Regions from separate parts of the Sus scrofa genome. Here region 2 is linked to region 1. The links are chromatin contacts, called in public Hi-C maps. All regions are on one chromosome and are shown on one strand. Each heading gives the region's core, a stretch centred on a gene start, on an enhancer-like site or on the middle of the called end of the contact. The rest is flanking DNA. Distances are from core to core; before and after follow the strand shown. Region 1 holds the start of IL6ST (interleukin 6 signal transducer). Region 2 overlaps LOC102168063 (a long non-coding RNA gene).

Region 1 (6,718 bases), core at 2,301-4,800:
GAACTCTCCCCTTTTCTACTTTTAAGAGAATAAGGAGTTCTCATTGTGGCTCAGCAGGTTAAGGACACAGTATAGTCTTTGTGAGGATGTGGATTCGATTCCCAGTCTCACTCAGTGGGTTAAAGATCTCAAACTGCAGCAAGCTGTGGCATAGGTTGCAGATGTGGCTTGGCTCCACTGTTGCTCTGGATGTGGCACAGGCCTCAGCTGCATCTCCAATTCAACCCCTAGCCTGGGAAGTTCCATATACTGCAGGTGGGCCATAAAAAAGAAAGAAAGAGAGAAAGAAAGAAAGAAAGAAAGAGAAAGAAAGGAAGAAAGGAAGGAGAGAGAGGGAGGGAGGGAGGGGGAGAGAGGAAGGCAGGCAGGCAGGCAGGCAGGAGGGAGGGAAGAAGAGAGGAAAATACAAGGAAAAAAAGAAAAAAAATGAATTAAAAAAAAAAAAAAGATGGTTCTTCTTCTCAGGCAGTACCAGAAGAAATGGATACTCACAAATTGTTTTTCCAGGGAATAATAAAACAAGGTTCTACACTACGAGTAAATGGTCAGGACAGGGCTGCTAGTTCAAAGAAAAGGGAAATGGGAAATAGTATTGACAAGGTAAATATGGCTGAAGGATGAGGGAATTGAAGACAGGAGTGAGAGTACAGCTAAAATGGTTGATAAAAGGGTTCTCAGAGTTTAGGAAGATAAGAGGAGGTGGGAAATAATGGATAAACTACGAGAACAAAGACTGGAGGACACACTGAGGACAAACTACAGACTCAGTAGGAGTGAGTGAGAGAGGTAGAAGGGTAGGAGGCTGTGGGTAGAGAGAGAAACTCACAATCCAAAATTTTGCAGGTGGAGTAATTTCATCTGATGACTGGCTTCAAGGTGTGGCTCCATCTATGGGTTCCTGATACAGAGTAAAGTTGAAGCTGACTGAAAAAGAGAAGGATGAGAAATTGTGAGGTCAGGGTGCTAACTGAGTCATTATCATGGCTGCTGATATCATTAGGTTGATGCAGGCCATGGCTGACAGAGTTCCAGAAACACAACTGGGCACAGGCAAGGAAGTAAATGGCTATCTGGGAGTTCCCGTCCTGGCTCAGTGGTTAACGAACCCGACTAGGAACCACGAGGTTGTGGGTTTGATCCCTGGCCTTGCTCAGTGGGTTAAGGATCCGGTGTTGCCGTGAGCTGTGGTGTGGGTCTCAGACAGCTCAGATCTGGCGTTGCTATGGCTCTGGTGTATGCCGGCAGCTACAGCTCCAATTAGACCCCTAGCCTGGGAATCTCCATATGCCCACATGCCATGGGAGTGGCCCTAGAAAAGGCAAAAAGACCAAAAAAAAAAAAAAAAAAAAAAGTAAATGGCCATCCTGGTCAGGGCCAGATTTATGTAAATAGCAAGGCAGGCAAAGTTTGTCTTCAACCTTTATAACCTTTGCTCTGTAGCATTTTCTCCTAGTTTTGTTCATGTACTCTCAAGTAATCTGTATCCTCATGTAGGTCTCTCACTGTACAGGTTCCCTACTCTCTGCTTCTGACATATCTAAAATCCCAAATAAGTATCAAAACACAAACAGAAATTTCCCAATTGATAGTCACTTTTCTTTCTTATCCTTGCATTTTGACAGGGCATTCTAATGATAAATCCTTATCCTGAAAGTGATTGTTTCATGGATCAGTAGTATCTGCAAAGTAAAGTAATTCCAGCCAAGGGGAGACACGCTCTTGCTGTCCTAAAAAATCTTTCTCCAATATCGATTCATTAGCCTAAGACTCTAACCATCCCCACAAAATGAGAGTTTCTTATGGGTTAGTGTTAGCAAACACAAAGATATTCACAAAAGAACTAACTCAGTCCTTTGCATCCCTCACCAGTGTACAAGGCAGGCTAGTGTGCTGTGAGATATGATCCCCTGTAGCTACTCCCTATGCCAGAGAAGTGCCATCATTTTCAACATATACTGTGATAAGAGAGATTGGGAAAGCATTGACATAGTAGATATTCAATAATGATAACAGCTGTCATTTATTGAGTACCTACTGCTATATGCCAAGCACTTCATGTATTTTAGCTCATTTAATACTTGCAGTAGTCCTGTTAGGTTGGTACCATTATTCTCATTTGATTGATGAAGAATCTTGAGAAGACCTGCCCAAGGTCACAGACATGGGAAGTACCAGTACCAGGATTCAAATCAGGCAGCTTGAAACCAGAAGGTACACTTAACCACATGGCCCCTACATAAATGTCTGCTAGATCTAAATAAAAATTTAATGTATCAACATTTTATAAGAGTTTGTTTTAAAATAAACACCCCCATCAACAGCAGAACTAGAATACAATCCAGTCAGTTTCTGCAGGTTAGGTATAGGGTGATAGGGAGCCACATCAGCTGAACACAATGGAGTGTTCTCTCTCCTGGACTGCCATCCCCAAGCCTGCCTAGGACTCCCTTAGCCCTAGACACATAGCAGGCCCACTTTCCTGTGTCTTATAAAATTATCTGATCAACTAAGAAATCATAATTCCATCTATGTTTTACCCTATCTGAATCGTCAGTATAATGAAGAACCTTATAATTGTCTGTTAATTTATGGGTATAATTTGTTCAAGTCCATTAAAACATTATTGTCCTCGTATAGCCTGCCATTCTTCCACAAAAGGCCCTGGCCTTGGGTGTGTTTCTACACACACACACACACACACACACACACACACACACACATCCCGCTTATCTTTGAGGCTTCTCATCTAATTCTCGAAAAAAAAAATATCAAAGTGAGCCTGAAGGTCCCTTTTCCAGACCAGAGGAGGGGAAGAGGGGGATTGTTAATGGAACTGATTTTTACTCTGTAGTTCTGTAACAGATTGGGAGGTACAAACTGCAAGAAAAACTAGTTTCTTGGCGTGTCACCAAACCTGGGGTTCACCGATCAATCACATCCAAACTCATTTACTGACTTAGAAATATACATCGTGGCAAGGTTGGTTTACATAAGGACTTGGACCGAAGCCGCCGCCACTATCTGCGGTAATCTCCTGTGGAGTCATGGCCACCTTCCCTGAGGAGCTCCCACGCCTCCCCGATCCCCAAAGACACCCGGCGGTCCCTCCCGGCTCTGAGTCCCTTGGGGAAGGCCTCGAAGGGAGTCCGAAGGGAAGCCGAGAGAAGGGAGGGCGGCAGGGGCGGGCAGCACCCGGGCTTCAGTTCACGACCCCGTTATTCCACGGAAAAATGGAACATTCCGCTCCTTCCGCCTGCAGAGGGGAGGTGGGGGGAACCCTTCGATCTCGCCTGGGAGAGGCGACGCGGGCGCAGTCACCGGAATCCGGGACGCCGGGAACCGCGTTACGGGAATTGCAGCCTCTCGGAGTGCCGCCCCATCGTCTTCGGGCGGCCGTTGAGCCAATGCCGGGGCGCGCCGGGTCTCGCGGGGGCCAATCAACGTACAGATCCCAAATCCGGGGGCGGGGCGTGACAGGGCGCCGCGGGGCGGGGTCAGGGGGCGCTTCGCCCCGCCACGGGAGGAGGGCCGCGTGCCGCGTCTGCGGGAAGGAGCGGAGCTCTAGCAGTCGTCCAGGCAGAGCGCCGACAGGCCCGCGGAGCCGCGCGGGGAACGCCCGGTCGCAGCTGAGCTGGGCCGCGGCTGCTGGCCAGAGGGCCCGGCCGGGCCTGGGGCGGAGGGAACCTACGCTACCGGGGACCTGGAGGAGCGAGGCACCGCGGCCTGAGAGGTGAGGAGAGGCCGTGGCCAGTTGAAGGGCCGTGTAGCGGGAGGGTGAGGGCCGAGTCGGGGCGGACGGGCCAGAGGACTGGCACCCGAGGAGGCCACCCTTTCCCGAGAAAGAGGGGCGCCCCGACAACGAACTCCCCAAACTTCTTGTTACCCCAGCCTGGAAATCCCCACATTCCTTCCTCTCCCTGTTTCCACACCTCCGAATTTGATCTCCACGACTTTGTCACCTAGATTTTTCATCCCTAAGTACAAAACTCACCTCCGGCGCGTGTGCACGCACACACACCCCACACCCTTCTTAAGCCCCCGCCCCCAAACGGCCTTCTGGACCTTACTCCTTTTTGGTTACCAAATCCTCACTTTTCCCCAGTTGCCTTTCCATCTCCCCTTATTCCACTGGCCCCGCACTTGACTCTTCATTTTCTACTCGGAAGTTAATTTTCTTTCCAAAGCCATCTTTTCATCCTTAAATTGTAATGTTTAAACGTTACTGAAAGTTCCTACCATACTCATAAAAATTCCGAACTTAACATCTCTTTTTCTTCTTTTGATCGATTACATGTCCCGACCCTAATGAACCCCACAGACCGCTGTATCCTAAAGGCGCCGAATACGGTCTTTAAAAATTGCACCCTTCCCCCAAGCTTAAAGGTTATTCCAAGCAGGGTTCTGTTTTAAAGTATTTTTTCAAAGTGGAAAAAAACCCACAGTTTAAAAATAAGATCTGCCACCTTTGTTCTTTTTTTTTTTTTTCCTTCAGAACGAAACCCATTTCGGTTTAATTTGTGTAGTATTTGAGTGATTATACTGCTTTAAAATAATTAATTGTTAGAACGCCAGGATGAATATTCTAAAAGATTGGAGTGTTTGGTTTAGTCAGTGCTGTAAACAAACCCTTTAGACTGTGTGACTGCCAGCTTCAAGTTGGAGCAACTCTTAATTTGAAATTACTGACTCAGAACATCATTTGAGCTGTTCGCCATTATCATGGTTTCTTAAATTCATATTCATTCCTATTTGGAAGTAGTTTAAAACTATAAACTGGAGTACTACATTTATAGAACCAACTTGCTATTAAATTAAATTATGTTTTCCAAATGTTTCTCTCTTTGGGGATAATTTTGAACACTTGTTTTTAATTACAAATGGAAGGAAAAAAATTACAGGATGGAGAAAGTGTCAGAAAAGGATAGATTTTGTAGTAGAATTTTTCCTCCATCCCAGTTTGGAATATTGACAATACTATACATGTTTACTTTTCTCATAGGTAGTTTAGAATATTACAAATACACAACTAATTTAAAAAATTTTTTTCTTGGTTTTTTATTGCCGTATAGTTGATATACAGTGTTGTGTTAATATGTTTTCTTATGTAATGAAAAATCTGTTCAGTTTTTTATGAATTGCTGTGTTTTCAGTTTATTTAAAATTTTTCCAAAGGAATTTGCATTTCAGCTAAATGTTAGGGTGGATGTTGACTATCATATACCTGTGAAGTAGGTGTTACAGTAGCTGCCTTATAGAGAACGAAACTGAAGCTCAGGGTTCCTGTGAAAACTAGTTCTGTGTAATTCCAAATCCTGTACTTTCAGTCAGTCATGTAGTCATGCTGACATATTTCTCATAGAGGATCCAGTGCTACAATTTGGTTTGGTAACTTAAGAACGCCCCATAACTTCTGCAGGAAGGGTTTTTTTTTTTTTTTCTCTCAGAAGCTATTTCATAGCAGCTTATTTTAATGGGAGTCAGAATTCCCTGGCGCTAATACATTTGCCGCTTGGCTCTTAGAGAAGGATGGAATGTTCTCACAGTCTTCTCCATTTCTTTGATTGCAAAGACATTTTGATCAGAGCTGAAGTTTCTACTGAACTTTATTTTTCATAATAAATGCTAAGCATTTAGTACTGACTATAGGAACTCACAAAGATATGTGGTTTACAGAAATTGAGTGGACAAGCATTTTGCAAAAAATGACAAGGATGTAGGACAGTTTTAATTAAATGTGGTGTGATACAGAAGATGCTATGTATGTTTAAATCAGGGAATTATTATATAAGGGTTGAATTGATCAAAGTATTTACCAGAGGTCAGCCTTGAAACCTGGGTAAGATTTGGATAAAGGGACAATTGAAGGGAGACCATTCCAAGTGGAAAGGGTCAGAAATGATCAAAGTATAGTAACTATAATAGCCAATACATGTGTAATGCTTATTTTGTGTCACTGTTTTGAACACTTTGCTTGTATTTATTTAATCCTTGTAACCTTATGAGTAGAGCTTACCCTCTTTTAATAAAGGACACCAAGGCATAGAGAGGTTAATTAGGACACCAAGGCATAGAGAGGTTAATTAACTTGCCTAGTGCCACATGGCTATTAAGTGGTAGATCCAAAATCTATACCCAGACGACGTGGTGTGGAATCTGAGCTCCTAATCATGATAAATACACTGCCTCTTCATATAGTATACTTGAGTCAACAGTAACTAGAATAATATGGCCATACCATAAGGTCTTTAAAAACCCATTCTTAATTGTCTGCTATGTGCCTCAAAGTACGTTAGAGTCTCAGGCTACCAAGATGTATAAGCAGCTAATTTACAATATAGTGTTGTATATCCTATTAGGGAACTATATACAAGTGCATTGGGAGCAAAGATGATTGTGGGAGTGGATGGAAATTCCACAGAAGAGATGATGTTTCATCTCAATTACAAATAGTACAAAGCAGAGTTTGGCAGAAGGAAGACATTCTAGAGGAAAGGAATAGCATATAAAGAAGCACAAATCCTGAAATAACAAAGTGTGTTAGAGAAAGTCTAATAGTTTGCTGTACCTTGAGCTTAAAGTCTGTAGGAGTGACTTATTAGTGTGATAAAAGGTAAGATCAAATTGTGTGTGGCATGGTGAAGTCAAGTAAAATGAAGAGTTTAAATATTTGCTTTGCATTTGGGAAACTGCAAAAATAGTTTCAATATAATCAGTACAA
Region 2 (6,718 bases), core at 2,497-4,996, 65 kb before region 1:
CAGTTTCCTTTAAAACAGATAGTAATGAGACTAAAAATGGGAGATAATTAGATACTAATGAGATCGAACCGATGGGGAGTCATTTAATTGATTCAGTCGTTTTATTGTATCATGTGCTAAAGGCAGGAAGCTTTTTGGTGTTAAGAGCTCATCTTTTTTTGAGAAAAGCTCCTCATCATCTATAACTATTTAAAAAAATGTCAGCAAAACAACAGAGTCGTTATTGGCTTTGCTTGTAGAGCCAACTCTTTAGAAATCTTGCTGACCAGCAACCTAGGTAATGGGAACCTGTGTGCTCTTGTGGGCCAGGGGGGGTTATTAACACAGAGCTGGTACAAGTTGAGTCTCTTAGTAGAGTCACCCTGAAACTGCGCTGGGGGAATCCCCAAGGCTGAACAGAGATATTTGTATTCAAGCCTCCTCAAGAAGGCTTCAATCTCCAGGCCATTGAGAGGCTGGACTCCTGGGTTCTATCAATGCATATTGCCCAAGAGATTTCTCCAAGAAAATTCCCACACACTCATCACAGCTCTCAGGGTTTGAAGATGTAAGGCTTTACACATGCACAGCTCCAGACAATGGCCTCTCTGCTCTGAGATTTTAACCATTCAGTCACTGCTGCTGCTTCTGGACCACTGGGAGCCTGAGAAGAGAAGGGGAGGGGTATTGGCATCCTTAGGGCTCTGTCAATCATGGAATGCTCATCAAGAGATGCCCCCTCTTCCCATGTCCTGCTGATTACATACTACTCATGATAACTTGTTCATGAGTGTTAAGGGAGAAGTATTTAATGTTTCTTCTTTCTCCATTTAGCATCACTAAATGTTAAATGGAGAACTCAGAAGGAAATGTGATTAATGGAGTGTCTGCTCTGCTGTTTTCCTGTCTATAGGTCCTTGAAATATGCCTCTGGATTTGCCTCTTCCATTGGTGTGGGGAGAAAAACCCAAGGATGCAGAGTCAAGGCCCTCTGGAAAGACAGACACCTTGGAAATCTACAAGCCTGAATCCCCAGACTGAGCATTCTCTGAAGGTGAATATAAATGGTCTTGTCTAAATCAAGGGCAATCTTTGGACCCTCTGTTTTTGGCCTCCCAGGCCTGGCTCTTGGTCAAGTACTGCAGTTATTAAGCTGGCAGATCCCCAGCCTAATTTAAAAAAAAAAAGCAGTCAGCTTTATGTTCTTTGCAGAAGCAATGAGCCAACTGGTATTCTGAGTGCTTCCACAACACCAGAGGTTACTTCATTCTGCTTTGCAATAGTCTAATGCATATTCCTAAGAGAAGAGTGTTACTTATTTTGGTATCTTCTGTGAGTAGCTTTCAATACCCTAAAATCATAGAGAAGGTTGGAACTGAAAGAGATCCTAATGAAACTTAATTGTCCTCCTTTTTGCGAACTGAATGTCTCTAAACATCCTTCCAGCTGTATAAGTCCATGATTCTGTGTATATGATATATGTGTATGGATAGAGACACATACATATGAAAAGAAGCCATAAAGTATCAAACTGAATTTTTTTTAGCAAACATTCCAAAATGTATATATGACCCATTTTTTGAAGAAGTTAGTCTCAGCAGAGTATGAACATTAATGCCATTGTCATCTTGCTCACCATTCCATAGTAAACATGGACCATCTTTTCAGGCCCCAGATAAAATCTCAAGCAGGACTAATAGCTGTCCCAGGTCCAAGAACATTCTGTCATTTTACAACTTCAGAGCAGTTTAATATCAAAACTCCAACCTAATTCTTTTTTTTTTTTTTTTTTTTTGGTCTTTCTGTCTTTCGAGGGCTGCACCCATGGCATATGGAAGTTCCCAGGCTAGGGGTCTAATTGGAGCTGTTACCACTGGCCTACGCCACAGCCACAGCAACACCAGATCCAAGCCGAGTCTGTGACTTACACCACAGCTCATGGCAACGCTGGATCCTTAACCCACTGAGTGAGGCCAGGGATAGAACCCGCAACCTCATGGTTCCTAGTTGGATTCGTTTCCACTGCACCATGACGGGAACTCCCCAACCTAATTCTTATCTAAACTTCTAGATCAAGTCGTCTTCAGACTTGAAAGCCTGCAGCAGAGAACTGGGTGTCATTGATTTCTTTTCTCCTCCCTTATCCACCTCTTCTCCAACTCCCTAGCAAATGCTCTAGACTGCTCATAGTCAGACCCAGGAGAGAGAGTGGATAAGGAACAAAGATGCAGCCTAGAAGGCTGATAGAGTTGCACTCTGGCCTCTGCCCTCCACATGCTAGCTGTGGCATAGCTGCCTCTTTCCCCAGGGGGACTTCTTAAAGTTTATCCCATCAGTCCGTCAGTCTCCCTTGCTTATGTCTCCCCACCTGCCCCAAGATTCTGACCGTCTGCCTTTTTTTTTTTGCTTTTTAGGGCCTCACCTGAAACATATAGATGTTCCCAGGCAAGGGGTCAAATCAGAGCTACAGCTGCTGGCTTATGCCACAGCCACAGCAATGCGGGATCCAAGCCACATCTGCAACCTATACCACAGCTCATGGCCCTGATCCTTAACCCACTGAGCGAGGTCAGGGATTAAACCCTCAACCTCATGGTTCCTAGTTGGATTCGTTTCCACTGCGCCACGAGGGGAATTCCCTGCCTCCCCTTCTGTTGGGATCCCTTCTCTAAGAAGTTCTCTTGAGCAAGATCCCTTGGTCTTAGTCCACTCAGGCTGCTATAGCAAAATACCACGGACTAGGTGGCTTATAAACAACAAAATTTCAATCTCTCAGGTCCGGAAGCTGGAAAGCTGAGATCAGGGTGCCAGCATAGTTGGGTGAGGGCCCTCTTCTGGGTTGCAGACTACTGACCTCTCATTGAGTCCTTACATGGTAAAAGGGGCTAGGGAGCTCTGTGGGATTTCTTTTACAAGAACACGAATCCTGTTTATGAGGGATTGACTCTCCTGACCTAATCACTAATCACCTCCAAAAGCCTCACTTACCAATACCACCCCCTTTGACTAGGTCATAGGAATGGAGCCCTCACCGGTGGGATCAGTGTCCTCCCTCTGTGAGGACAGAGGGAGAAGATAGCCATCAGTGATCTAGGAAGCAGGCCCCTGCCAGACATTGAAACTGTGGGCACCTGGATCTTGAACTTCCCAGCCTCAGCAATGTGAGAAATAAGTATCTGCTATAAGCCACCTAGTCGATGGTACTTTTTATAGCAGCTCAAATGAAGACAACGTCTGTTCTCCCCAGTCTCAATGGTGGTTTAAGGAAGCATTAAACAGTATAATTTCTTCTCTATGAAGATAAAAAAGAAAACTTAATCCAGGAATGCCTGGCTATTCCTATTGGGTCTGTGCTATTCTATGACAGATGTGAGTAAAGACTCCTAAAATGGCAACTGTAAGTTCAGATATATAAGATACATTTTTTTCAGCCCCGACAGATAGGCTCAAAATCTCAGGCATGTAAACATCTGTTTGCTCCATAAAAAATTCCACTAACTCATAAATAATGACTCCATTGTGCCCCACAGTGACCTCCTTTTTCCCGGTACGTATTAGCAATTGCATTCCTATAAGCAAACCAAAAGATGGCTTATTAGTTTTCTATTCACTTAATTGTTAGAGATGGGAAACATGTGGCCCAGCTCAACAAGTTTAAAAACAATCTCTAAACAAGCACATTTTTCAGCAGTGATGATTTGGCAGTAACAGTCCCAGGCATCTAATGAAAGGCTGTATGCATACTACTAAAACGTATCATGGATAGTCTATCACCCTGAGGTCGACATTGCTTAAAGTCAGTGAATAGTCCTTGGGGGCTTTTACACACCAATCCCTACAAAAATGATCTCAGTTTTAATCACCACTGGAATGAAAGAAGAAAAAAATGAAAGTGAATTTATTTAAATGTCATTTCAGTGGGAGAATAAGGAAGTGGTTTGGCTTTGTTCCCTACCACTGGAAAATTGCATGACACACAGTAAGTGCTCGATGAATATTATTCTTGATGATGAAAGAAATGTGAGGACAATCATCTTAATGTTCTCAGGACAGACCATGTCATTAAATCACTCTTGCCCACAAGCATGGGTTGGAATCACCCATGTATTCAGCAGCTATTGGTGCCAGCATTGTGTAAGATGTTGGAAACGTTACAACCAGACTTGGTGCTGCCCTCAAGGTGCTTGTAGCAATTAGGAAAACAAGCAAGGAGACAGGCACTGTCTCTTTATATCTCTAACCTGGGATCTAAGAAATGAGCTTGAGTTATCCAGGAAGAGAAGGACGGGGAGTTCCAGGAAATGCACACCAAGGCCTAGAGTTGAGAAACGGCATCCAGGAGAGTGCAAACAGTTCTGAATAACGGGGTGGTGGTTAGGGGCGATGAGACAAGAGACCAGAGAGGCACTCAAAGAACACACAATGAAGGTCCTTGGAGGTCACTGGAGAAATTTGGACTTTGTCCGAAGGATAATGAATGAGGCACTATCACAGCAGTATGAAGTGGGGGGAGGGAGTTGCATGCTCTGATGTGAATGTGTAGAAAGAGCTCTGGCTGCAATCTGAAGAACGGAAGGAAGAGGGAAAAATGGAGTCAGGGAGACTAGTTAGGAGGCTGCCGCATTAGCCAGATGAAAGATACAGTAACTCAAAATTAACCTAGAGGTACTGGGGGTAGAGGGAAATAAATGACTTTGAAATATTCAAGATGTAAAATCTATGGGTCATGGTGATTGATTAGGCATGAGGGATGTGGCAGAAGGAGGAGCCAAGGATGACATCAGGATTCTGCCTAGGACAACTCGAGGGGTGATGGTGCCAGTCCCTGAGAAAGAGCACAGTTGGGGAATGGGCTCTGGGTGGAGATGATGAGTTCAGTTTAGGAAATTCCCATTTTAAAATGCTGGTAGGATATCCATGTGCACATGGCAGTATGCTGTTGAATTTCCTATGGATTCTATGATGTACAGATAAACAGAAATAGAACCCACAGAGGATGCTAAGAAGCTGTAGTGGAAAAGATGAATATCACTACAGCCATGGGGAGACACTTTCAAGAAGGTAGTGGTCACTAGGATCAGATGCTACTTAAAGCTCAAATCAGATAATGCTGGGGAGGCAGCCTTAAAATTTAGCAACAAGGTTATTAGTGATCTTGGCAGGAGCAGTGGCAGAGCAATGTTGGCACAGAGGCCAGATTTGAAGGAGAATTTCTGAGTGGAGGGTAAAGAAGTGGTGATGTGAAAACAGACACCTGTTTGGTACAGTTGACTGAAGCCAAAAGGAACCAGATAAGGAAGTACATGGATTTTTAAAAATGTAAGTTTTATCATTATCCCAGTAATGTGAGGCCAACAGATCAAGAGATGACTGCCATTGAAAAGTTAGTTGGTTGCCATTTTCCAGAGGGGTTACACCAGGCCAGGCAGGGTCATACAGGGAAGCACCAGGAGGAAGAAAGAGAGAAGACAACATGGGCAGGGGGTTCAACTGTGGTTTTCACAAGAACGCAAGGCAAGGCAGTGTCAGTAGGTTGAGGATAGGCTAGTTGGAATAATATCAGCTGACTCTGTCACATAGGGGCTGTCTCTAGTCCTCTGGTACCCGGCCTTGGGCTGAGTAGGACAGGAGGATAGTGGGCAAAGCCTAAGAACCTGGTGAGAGGCCATAAAGGAGGTAGCTGGAGTGTGGGCTCCAGAACTGGCTAGTTTGCATAGGAAAAGTACACGCTCAGCTGAGTTGTGTTCTACCTCTAGGAACTGGCTAAGCCTGGGTGGAGGGGATGGGAGGGGCGAGCCCTCCTTGGTTAGCAAGGCTTCCAATGCCAGAGCATCAAGAATACAGAAGTATGAAAATAAAGTTAATACATTGGAAAGGAATGTAGACGAAGCAAGGGAAAGTATTATTTTTAGGGTGAGAGAAACAGGCTTGTTTAAATGCTGGTGAAAGGAAGCAGTAGCACGTGAGACAGCAGGAGCAAGAAGGGTCCTGCAATGGAGCAAAGTCTGTCAGACTGTAGGAGATAAATAGAGCCTTAGAACTGACCCTGGCAGTAAGCAATTGCTCCAACTACGATGGAATGGGAGGAGGAAGAGATGGGCATCCCTACAGGTCAAGGTGTGGCAAGAATTTGAGTTTCTCTCTAGTGCCTTTTTATTTTCTCTTGTAAAGTGGAAGAAAGATTCCCCAACAAAAGACTAATCAGATATATATATATAGAGAGAGAGAGACAGAAGCAGAGAGAGGGAGGGAGAGGGAAAGAGGCAGGCCAACTTTATGGTCAAAAATTTTTTGATGGTGGTTTCACTTATAAGTAAAAAAAAAACAAGACAAAACAAACTTGTCATTAAATTGTTCTCTTCCCTTTTAGTCTAAACTCCCAGCCACCAACTCTAGACCCAGGAGATTGCTTAGCCAAGCATCAGTGAGCAACGTGGGGGCCAGCACAGCCACTGACAGCTCCTGGGCATCCTCTCAGATCATAGGTGTAATTGCTGTGTGCCCAGTGAGGCTTCTCTCACTGGAAGGGTGGGAAAGGACCGAGAAGGGAGGGTCTTCTGAAGCCCAGGAGGATATGACGGCCCTGGGGAGGATTATTGAAGAAGTGAGGGCTGACCTCAGAGAATCAGAGGCTAAAGGGAAAGAACGAAAGAACCTAAAGATAAAAGTCTAAAGTCCAGAAAGGGCGGGTGCAGTTCACTTGACAAGCAAATCAGCTTCCTGAAGCTCACACTGCAGG

The links. A called contact is a pair of places that touch in the nucleus more often than the background predicts.
Region 2: a Hi-C map of embryonic fibroblasts shows a contact between it and region 1, with 2.8 times the contacts expected there. The contact joins the enhancer-like site here to the promoter of IL6ST in region 1. A contact is called at or near these places in 14 of 47 Hi-C or Micro-C datasets (adipocytes, alveolar macrophages, embryonic fibroblasts and 8 more) and 1 of 2 datasets of contacts at active chromatin or transcription factors (skeletal muscle).

Annotation. Positions count from the first base shown.
Region 1 is chr16:35,148,620-35,155,337 of Sscrofa11.1, reverse strand. IL6ST (interleukin 6 signal transducer) reads left to right here and starts at 3,550. Exons shown (of 16, transcript NM_001097432.1): 1 at 3,550-3,730. LOC102168151 (a long non-coding RNA gene) reads right to left here. Exons shown (of 3, transcript XR_002339581.1): 3 at 367-924.
Region 2 is chr16:35,213,594-35,220,311 of Sscrofa11.1, reverse strand. LOC102168063 (a long non-coding RNA gene) reads left to right here. Exons shown (of 6, transcript XR_002339580.1): 4 at 893-1,033. Among named protein-coding and RNA genes, the nearest start is that of IL6ST, 65 kb to the right of the region's middle. Within about 2 kb of position 3,746, at least 7 of the 83 cell types and tissues checked have an H3K27ac peak or open chromatin away from gene starts, as enhancers often do. A contact at or near this core is called in embryonic fibroblasts and retroperitoneal adipose tissue, where this site is marked.